2 separate regions of the Ovis aries genome follow, and region 2 is linked to region 1. A link is a contact called in public Hi-C data. All regions are on one chromosome and are shown on one strand. The core of a region is the stretch at or near the end of the contact, and the rest is flanking DNA. Distances in the headings are between cores, read along the strand shown.

The links. A called contact is a pair of places that touch in the nucleus more often than the background predicts.
Region 2: a contact with region 1 is called in a Hi-C map of liver, with 4 times the contacts expected there. The contact joins the promoter of APC here to the promoter of SRP19 in region 1. A contact is called at or near these places in 2 of 16 Hi-C or Micro-C datasets (liver and skin fibroblasts).

What each region holds. Positions count from the first base shown.
Region 1 is chr7:1,095,182-1,099,632 of ARS-UI_Ramb_v3.0, reverse strand. It overlaps SRP19 (signal recognition particle 19), which reads left to right and starts at 2,574. Exons shown (of 4, transcript XM_012180613.4): 1 at 2,574-2,696. The coding sequence starts at 2,656.
Region 2 is chr7:1,235,803-1,240,728 of ARS-UI_Ramb_v3.0, reverse strand. It overlaps APC (APC regulator of WNT signaling pathway), which reads left to right and starts at 3,443. Exons shown (of 15, transcript XM_060418711.1): 1 at 3,443-3,725. The coding sequence starts at 3,561.

The DNA.
Region 1 (4,451 bases), core at 1,325-3,824:
TTTTCTATTTAGTGCTAACAGCAATGTTAAAAAGAAAGCTTTCTATCCAAATCATTAGTCAAAATAACTGAATACAAGAACACTTGAACAGAGTATCAAAGAATAGGGAAAAGCGGAGAGGGAGAATTAGCTACAAAAAAGCATAAAATGACAGGAATAACAAATAATGAGTGGATTAAGCACATACGGTAAAGTTGGAGTCAAGTAAAAAAAACATCCTTTACCTATATGCCATTAGTAAAAGATACACCTAAAATGACCCAGACTGGACAAAACTAAAAGCACAACTACACACAGGCAAATGCGAAGAAAGCAGTATAGGTACATTTATGTCAAAGTATAATTCTGGATGAAAGGCATCAAACAATGAAAAGATGAACAACAGTTGTGACTTTCTTTGAACATCAAATGATAAAGCATCAAGTGTACGAAACAAAATTACAAACACAGATTGACAAAAACTGGCGCCAGTGTTTGACAGATGACTTAGTCTACACACAACCAAAGGAGGACTACTACTTAAAACCACAACTTCCTTCCAGAAAGGGTGACTCTTGCTTCTTGAAAAGTCCTTTTCTTTAGCTGAGGACCTTGATGGGTTTGGAATCTGTAAAGCCAAGCCTGGAGTTTAGTGGGAGGAGGGTTAGAGAAAATCACATAGATGTGCTTAAGAGAGGCAAGAACTCGGGGTTTGGGGGTACCCAGGAATGGGGGCTTGAGCAGAGATGTGAGCACAAGAGGAGAGACAGAACAGAAAAAATGGCAGGAAGCCAGGGTCCTATGAAAACCCTGGTGATGCGACAGGCAATGGTTTTAGAAATAGAGACGTACACTACTTCAGTTGAAATTAAGTTCTTAAAAATAAAATCTTTGTTCAGTAATAATGTATTCACTTAATTTTCAGAATCTTTTTAATGATTGCAGTTATCTTCACCATCACTTTATATAAATTATTAAAGTATTTGAATTTACTTACATTACATGTAAGTGTTCACTGTTTCCTCTTTATTGCATAGCAGAAACACTTTCTTCTTTATGTTAATATAATTTGGTTTGGCAGGAATATGTCCTTATATAGTGTGTGTTTGTTTGTTTTCCAGAAAAGCTAGATTGTGAATATACTTTCTCAATCCTTGCTTGCTTAAAATTGTTTTTCTTTTGCCCTCACACAAAGGATAATTTGAGTCACAACTTTAGTCACAACTCATTTTCTTCAAAACTCTTCTAATGTTTACTGTGGCTAAAAAGTTCAGATATAAGGCTGAGTTCTGTTTCCCCTATAGAAAACTTATTTCCTGCCTGGTGTTCTTTGGGTTTTGTTTTTAATCTTTGAAATAAAGCAATTTTACTAGCATAAACCCAGCTGTCTTTTTTTCCACAGCCCTTTTAATCCTGAGTCTTTTCAATCTTGAGTCTTCAGTTCATTGAATGTTCTCACCTTACTCTTTACAAACCAACCAGATCTACCAAAACACTGCTCTCCATTAGACACCAGCCAGAAGCTTGGTGGTGCCTAAGCGAGAGGCACCATACTGGGTGCCATCCTGTCAGTTCTTGGTGTCCAAGAGCTGCACTCTGTCCCTACACAAGTGGGAAGAACCCTTGTCCTCCACTTCGGGATTTAGTGTAACACTTCCCCTCAGAGTACCAAAGCAGTACTGCTTGTGTTCAAATGCCTGAAAGGATTTGTAGAGAAACAGTTTCACTAAAAATTTTACTTAGAGTCTACCCTCCCACACCAAGATAAAGATCTGAAGAATACTGAAAGTGAAAGTGAAGTCGCTCAGTCGTGTCCGACTCTTTGCACCCCCCATGGACTGTAGCCTACCGGGCTTCTCCATCCGTGGGATTTTCCAGGCAAGAATATTGGAGTGGGTTGCCATTTCCTTCTCCACAGGATCTTCCTGACCCAGGGATTGAACCCGGGTCTCCTGCATTGTAAGCAGATGCTTTACTGTCTAAGCGACCAGGGGAGTGGGTTGCTATTTCCTACTCCAGGGGATCAATCATCCAAGCCATGTGCAAGGAGATTCTTTACCAGTGAGTTTAATTTTAGGGTAGAGACTCTGGAAAGTGTATAGTCGAATTCCTAACATTTACACGGAACACTGAAACAGTGCCAGTAATTTTGCTAGTTCCACCACTATAAAAATCCACTTTTGCCAAGTTGAAAGCAAGCTGCAGGGCCCAGGAGCGGTTAAAGATTAAACAAACAGGGCATTTCCTTGCCTACTCTAACAACTGGCTCAGAACTCACAGATAACCCGCGGTGTTGAGCCGTACTCTAAGGGTGAGAGAAACATGCACCACCCACACGCAAAAGGAAAGTAGCTTAAAAAAAGGTGGGGGGCGGGGGGGCGGGGCGTGAAAGCGTAAACCAATCGTAGCGACTGCGCAAGTGTTCCAAAGGCTGGTTTCTGCAAGCTCTCAGAAAGGAAGGAATTAGTCACGTTCGTGTGCCCTCTCGCGAGAGGAAGGGATTTCAACGCCACGTCAGGAACCAGAGAGCCCCGACGAGTGCACTTTCCGATGGGCGGGACTTCCGCCGGAAACGGGGTGGTCTGGGCCCTCTCAGAGGTCTCCGGCCGGCTTTTTTACCGGTAGGCCCGGACCGGGTGCTGTCTGGGCGTGGACGCTGTCTGGACCCGGGTGAAGATGGCTTGCGCCGCGGCGCGGTCCCCGGCCGACCAGGACAGGTGAGTCTGGAAAGAGGAGGCGATTTGGGGCAAGCCCGCCGGCTCTGCGCCTCCTTCCCCAACCCTAAGGAAGGCTCCTCAGAGGGCGTTAGGCCCTGGCCCTGTTCTCGGGCGTCTGTACCTCCCGGAGGCCGCTGTTCGCAGGACCCTAGAGTCCAACTTTACGTAGCTCGATGTTTTACCTGTACTTGAGACAGAGGATATTGGGAGCTCCGTGGGTGACGGGAAGTAGTCGTTAAGTGACAACTCTTTTCTTTCTGTCGTTGTCGTGTGAGAGCAGAGCCCGCCCTCAGAAGCTTTTGACAGGCTGTTGTGTGTAAATAAACAGTTCCGGTATTGTTTTCTTTTCTTTTTTTAAAAACGCTTTGTCTAGCAAGTGATTTTTTTTCATCTAAGGTAATAAGTTAAAGTTCGGTTTTTAAATAGAGGGGAGCATCACCGACTCGATGGACGTGAGTTGGAGCAGGCTCTGGGAGTTTTGATAGACGGGAAAGCCTGGCGTGCTGCGGTCCACGGGGTCGCAGAGTCGGACACGACTGAGCGAGTGAACTGAACTGAATAATTGTATAGGTGCACCGGCAATCTTGATGATGGTGAAAGAATGAATGAATTTGGGGAAATATTGCTCTGTTGATACCAGCTGGGCTTTTCCTGTGGCAGGTTCATTTGTATTTATCCTGCTTATTTAAATAACAAGAAGACCATCGCGGAGGGGCGGCGAATCCCCATAAGTAAGGTAAGCATGTTTTGCAACAAGGACCTGGGCAGGTTGTCCTGTTAGGCCACAAAGGCTTCTTTTACTCTGCTGCGTTGTTTGAGGCCCAAGGAGAACGAGCAGCCAACGACCAGGCTGCTTTTTAAGTGATTCTTCATGAGCCTTTGTTTGAAACAGTTTGGGGGTGGGGTGTTGTAGGGTTTGCACATTTTTTTCTTTTTTTAAACCAACGTTATGACAATCTTCTCCTTAATAAAGGAAACCAAAATTATGGCACTGTACAATATCGTCTCGAGAATGTAGTGGAGTTTTTTATTTTAAACAAGACTTGCAGAAAATTCAGATGTGCTGAGTTTTGCAGTTTTAGGCCCCTTATCATCATCATCATCCTTTTGACTTGGATTAAGTTACTCTAAAATTAACACTTTTTTAAAGTAGGTGTTTATAGTCTTAAAAGAAATGATTTCTCCCTTGTGCTGTTTCGATAGAAAAACCCAAGTTCTTAGTTGGCCTGGTGGCTTAAGTTTAGAAAGAGCCTAGAGCCAAGTGAAGGGATCGTTGTAACATTTTATTTTCACAATTAATGTTATATCCTGTTTTTTAAGGCTGATTTACATCTTGTAATCTAATGGATTTAAGGAACTTGGCCTAAAGCAATACATTATTTTTGTGTTATTTAATATCTCCCATTTTGCTGCTTAAATATATAAAGTCTGCTTTGCTGCTACAGCGTAAAGGAGAAGATGCCAAAGCACTAATTCAGAAAAATGCCTAACATCAAGCCACTTTGACAGAAGCCTCTGGTAGCAGGCGCTCAGATAATTTGGAGAATGATTGAATTACTTTTAACTTTATTGATAGCTTACATACAGAAACATACATAAATCTTAAGTGTTTTTCTTGATTAATTTTCATGAAGTGAGTACACATGGTTAACCAAGTATCCAAATCAAAAGAAAAAACGTTACTAGCACCCAGAAAGGTTCCTTTATGTCCCCGCCACCCCCCAGTCAGTGTCCCCTGCACATATAGTCAGAACA
Region 2 (4,926 bases), core at 2,194-4,693, 140 kb before region 1:
CTCTAGGGGGCAGTCCATCCCCATCTCTTCCCTCTGCTTCAAGCCCTGACAGTCTCCTTCCTCTACTTCAAGTCCACACACACACACACACACACACACACACACACACACACACACACATATGAGGAGAGAGTGTGGCGTATTAGTTTCTAAGGCTGCTATAACAAAGTGCCACAAACTGGGTAGCTTAAAACAATGGATATTGATTGTCTCACAGTTCTGGAGACTATACATCCGAGATAGAGGTTCCAACAGGGCTGTGTTTCTCCTGAAACCTGCAGAGAAGTCCTCACTTGCCTCTTTCTCAGTGTTGGTGGCTGGCCAGCAGTCTTTGGTGTTCCTGGCTTGCAGGTGTATGACTCCAATCTTTGCCATTGCCATCAAACAGCCTTCTCCCTATGTGTTTCTTTCTTCATTTGGCTGTCTTCCTATAAGGACAGTAGTTATTGGATTAGGGGTCCACCTACTCCAGTATGACCTCATTTGAACTTAGTTACATGTGTAATTATCCTATTGCCAAATAAGTTCATATTGTTGAGTACTTGAGGTTAGGAATTCAACACATCTTTGAGGAGTAGGGGAATGATCAACCAATAACAGATGATAACCATGAGGAAAGCATACCAGAGAAACCAAAGACATTGCCTTGATTCCAGAATTTATTCCAAGAAGGAGTCCTACTACAGTGGGGTAGAAGACCGAAGAATCTTTTTAAGTATGTATCAGTTCAGTTCAGTCACTCAGTCATGTCTGACTCTTTGTGACCCCATGAATCGCAGCACACCAGACCTCCCTGTCCATCACAACTCCCAGAGTTCATTCAGACTCACGTCCCACCTACTATTTGGTTAGCGATGGACTAACTGGGTTTGATTGACAAGTGTATGCTATCATGAGTTAATTAAAAAATTAAATTAATTTAAAAAGTTAATTTAAAAAACTGAATGCCTTCATATAAAGACTGAATGGCCCTGGATACAGGATAGCGGCCCTATCCTTTCTTGTAGTTTTCCCCAGCTATCCTGTTTGGAGGGAAATGATGGCGTATAATTTTGATGAGTAAATGGGATAAGTGATTGTTGTGGTGAGGGTGTCACTCTTAGCCAGAGAACTGTCTTTGATGTCTAAAGTATTACTTGGGACCTAGATGAAAGAGTTAGTCATACAGTAACAAGCCTAACCAAGGGGATGCAGCTAGCATTTAGGAAATGTACCCATTTTTCTGAATCTCTTTTCCTTTGATCAAACATGTACATATTATTAATAAAAATAAATACAAATTTTTAAAAAGACATGAAAAGGAAATGGTAAAATGAACTCTGCCCTAGTCCAAAAGAAAAAAAAAGCCACAGCAATTTCAAATCAGGCCCTTTGTTGAGATCCTATAGAAGAACAGCAGTATGATTGGGATTCTTAAATGGCAGTGGCTGAAATGACTAATAAAAGCCTGCTAATAACACAGAATCAAATCACCAAACAAACCCATCTCAAAATCCAGTTTCTCTAGAAGGGAAGGGCATGAACTTTATGGTTGGCACCATCTCTTAATGTAGGACCTTAGGCAAGTGACTTAATCTCTCTCAAGTTTGCTATGTATAAAACTAAGGATAACTACCTAGCAAGGCTGTAGTGAGAATTAAGTATCTAGCTGAATGCAGGACACATAATAGGTGGTTCACTAAATTGAAGCCTTCCACCTCCCAGTCCTGCATATATATGCAAAATACAATCCTTGCCCACTACCCCGTCACCTCCTTTTCATCTCATTCTCTTCCTCTCTCTCTCTCTCTTTTGCCAAAGTTCTTATTTATAATCTAGCAAAGGGCATATAAACAGGAAATGACTTGAATTTATTCTTAAAAACCAGTGTAAAACAATGTAGTATACCACTGACTACTTAAGTGCTGACAAACTCGACATTCCTAAAAACAGCAAACACATATTGAGTGATCACTCATGCCAGGCATGGTGCTAGGCATGGAGTAAATGAAACGTCTTCCCTCCCTGGTGGAGTTCAGTTTAGTGAACTGAATGAAGAAGCAATGAATAGATAATTGAAAAATATGTTCAGTGCCCTAAAAGAAATGATCAGGTGCAATGATGGAGACTAATGAAAGGGTAGGTGGGATACTTAGTTTAGGAAGGATGGCCTTTCTGAGGTGACATTTAAACTGAAACCTGAAAGATGAGAAGCTAGATGTGTAAAGAACAAGAGCAAGTGCCTTCAAGACAGTGGAATCAGCATGTGCAGTGAGGCAGTCAGGAGCTAGAAGGGTTTGAGGAGTAGTTCTGGCAGTGTCAATAAGATAGAGGGGCCACCATGAAGTAAATCCAACTCTTATCATGGGCTCAATGCCCTACCTAAATTGCCCCTGTCCTCCCTGCCCCAACCTCATATCCTCCCCAGGTATCCATATCACCTATCCTTTCTCTCCTTTATGTGCTGGTCTCATTCCCACCTCAAGAATGAGAGGTTTGCTGCGTTTGCTGTTCTTCTGTCTAGAACGCTCTGCCCAGACGATTCTCATGAATGACTTCTGGCCCCTGTGGTCAGCCAGGCCTCAGATCAAGTGTCATCTCTGGAGAGAGATCGCTAAGTACCACCCCTCACCCAACATTAACTTTTGGTGTTTTTTTCTCTTCCCATCCCTCATCACTATCAAACGTTATTTTGTTGATTTTTAAAAGTGCTTTTTGTTTGTTTTATACTCTCCGCTAAAATATAAGTCCCATGAGTTTATTTTCCTTATCGCTATAACCTAGAATCATATCTAGAATATAAAGGAAACTCAAATATTACTTGTTGAATTTATGTTGAATGAAATAAAGCTTAAAGAGGTAACGCAAGATGTTAGAAAAGAACTGACCCAATTGTGTGAGCGAGGGCTTCCTGGAAGAGGTGTTTTCAGTTAAAATTGAAGGGGCAAGAGAGCGAAGGTGGCATGCAGGTGAAAACAAGAACTGTGGAAATCACTAGTTCATTCCCGTCCTTTTTCACTAGCTTGGTGGTGGTGGTGGTGGTGCTTTAGTCGCCAAGTCGTGTCCGACTCTCGCTTAGGAACACCTTTAGCGCTGGAGCCGCGTTTTACTAATCTTTCGCCAGCGCCTGTCCCGGGACCTGGCATATAGATAGGTTCTTTACACAATGACTGGCTCTGGGGTGCGCAGAAAGGTCTGTTAACTCGGCTGCAGTACACTTTGAGACTGGCCACTAAGTCTGGCAGCACCCGCGCAAGAGAGCAGAACGCGCCGCCGGAGCCGGGCTTGCCGGCGGCCCCCGCGCCTGCGCGTCACGGTGCCCTCTCGGCGCGGCTCGCGGAGCCGGCAGCCTCGGCGCGCGCCTGCGCAGTGCGGTCTTCCCGCCTCCGACAAGATGGCGGCGGCCGAGTAGCGCGGGGGCGGGGTGTGGCCGCCGGAAGCCCGGCCGCTGCCGGGGGGAGCCGAGGGCGAAGGCCCGGGCGCAGCGGGCCGAGGCGGGATGCTGTTCCCGGGAAGCGCCGCTGGCCACCGGTGAGGAAGGTCAAGCACGGAGCTGCCTTCCCGGGCCCCCAGCGCCCCCTATGTGCACCCCCCTCTGCTCGAGTGCGCTCGCCGCTTCGCCTGCTTCGGTGCCGCCCTGTGCCGTCGGGTCCCGGAGCTGCGGCGGCGGCAGGGGCTGTGTCCGGCAGGAGAGGAAGCGCCCGCGCTGCGCCCGTGCTTCTGTCCGCGGGGCGAGCGTCTGGCAGGTGGGTGAGGATGCAGGCTTCGGGGTCTCTTCTCTGGGCAGAGCTTTCTCGGCTCTGCCCCGCCGTGGCTCAGACCCCGGCGGCGCTCAGCCGGACCGCGCCGCTCCCTTGTCTCCGCGTCCCGCCCCCTCTCCGCGCCCCGCTCCAGGCCTCCGGCTGGCCCCTGGCTTTGCACGCCTCCATCCCCACCCAGGGGCCGGGGGGCGCGGCGCCGGCCGCCCCCCGCAGCCTTCCCTGGCTCCTGCAGGAGCGTCAGCCCTTGCGAGCGGTTTCTCCTTTGCGTTAGGTGGGTGGGCCGTCTGCCTGTTTAGTCACCTCCCCATCTTCTGGTTTCGACCTTCTTGCTTCCTTGAGAAGTCTCTTAACTGTATGGAAAGCTTATCCTGGCTTATAGACTGACAAAGAAAAGCTTGCTATCCAGACGCCAGTGGATTTTGTTCATCTTGTTGAGGGAATCCAGCCCCCAGGAGACTGGGATGGTTTGGGGAATTTGACCATCGAAGTCCTGCAAAGTTGAGGAATGGTGCCAGTGACGGCAAGTGATTCTTCATCTAAATTAATCCTTTTCTCACTACTTGGTCTCTAAACTTTGTTGGGGGGGGGGGGGCGGGGGAACATATGTATGCTAGATCAGGGAAAGAATTGAGAAGTGGTCCTGTTTTAAAAGAAGGCTTTATGAAGGTAAGAAATGTAATAGCCCAAGAAGGGATAAGTGATTTTAGTGATTATTTTGTTCACTGTTAGCCTAAATTGTCCACTGAAGCTTCAAAATCTTGTGTTGTCCGAGCCCTTTGTTTTATTTGGAAAGGACTAAAATGGAGAAAACGCTTTTTAAACTTGAAACTTCTCAAATTTCTTGGATTCTCAATTGTTATTAGTACTACTTGACGATCCTTACTGTACTTGATGTTTTCTGCAAAATTTAGGTTGTCCCAGTATCGTTTCTTCTTCGTTACTAGGGCAAGAGTAGTCAGAATTAATGGTGTAAAAAGTGCAAACTGAAGGGGGGATGTAGTAGTGGAGGAAGTTGCCATGTCTGATTTTTCCCATTTTTTTCCTGTAATTGGATAAAGTGTCAAGAGCAGCAGAATGGTAAAAAATGAGATTATGAATATAAATGATAGCTTGTCCCTTGAGATTGCAATGGGTGGACCTTTTAAAATTTAATTGAGTGATATCCTTTTTTTGAAGCCATGCTAGG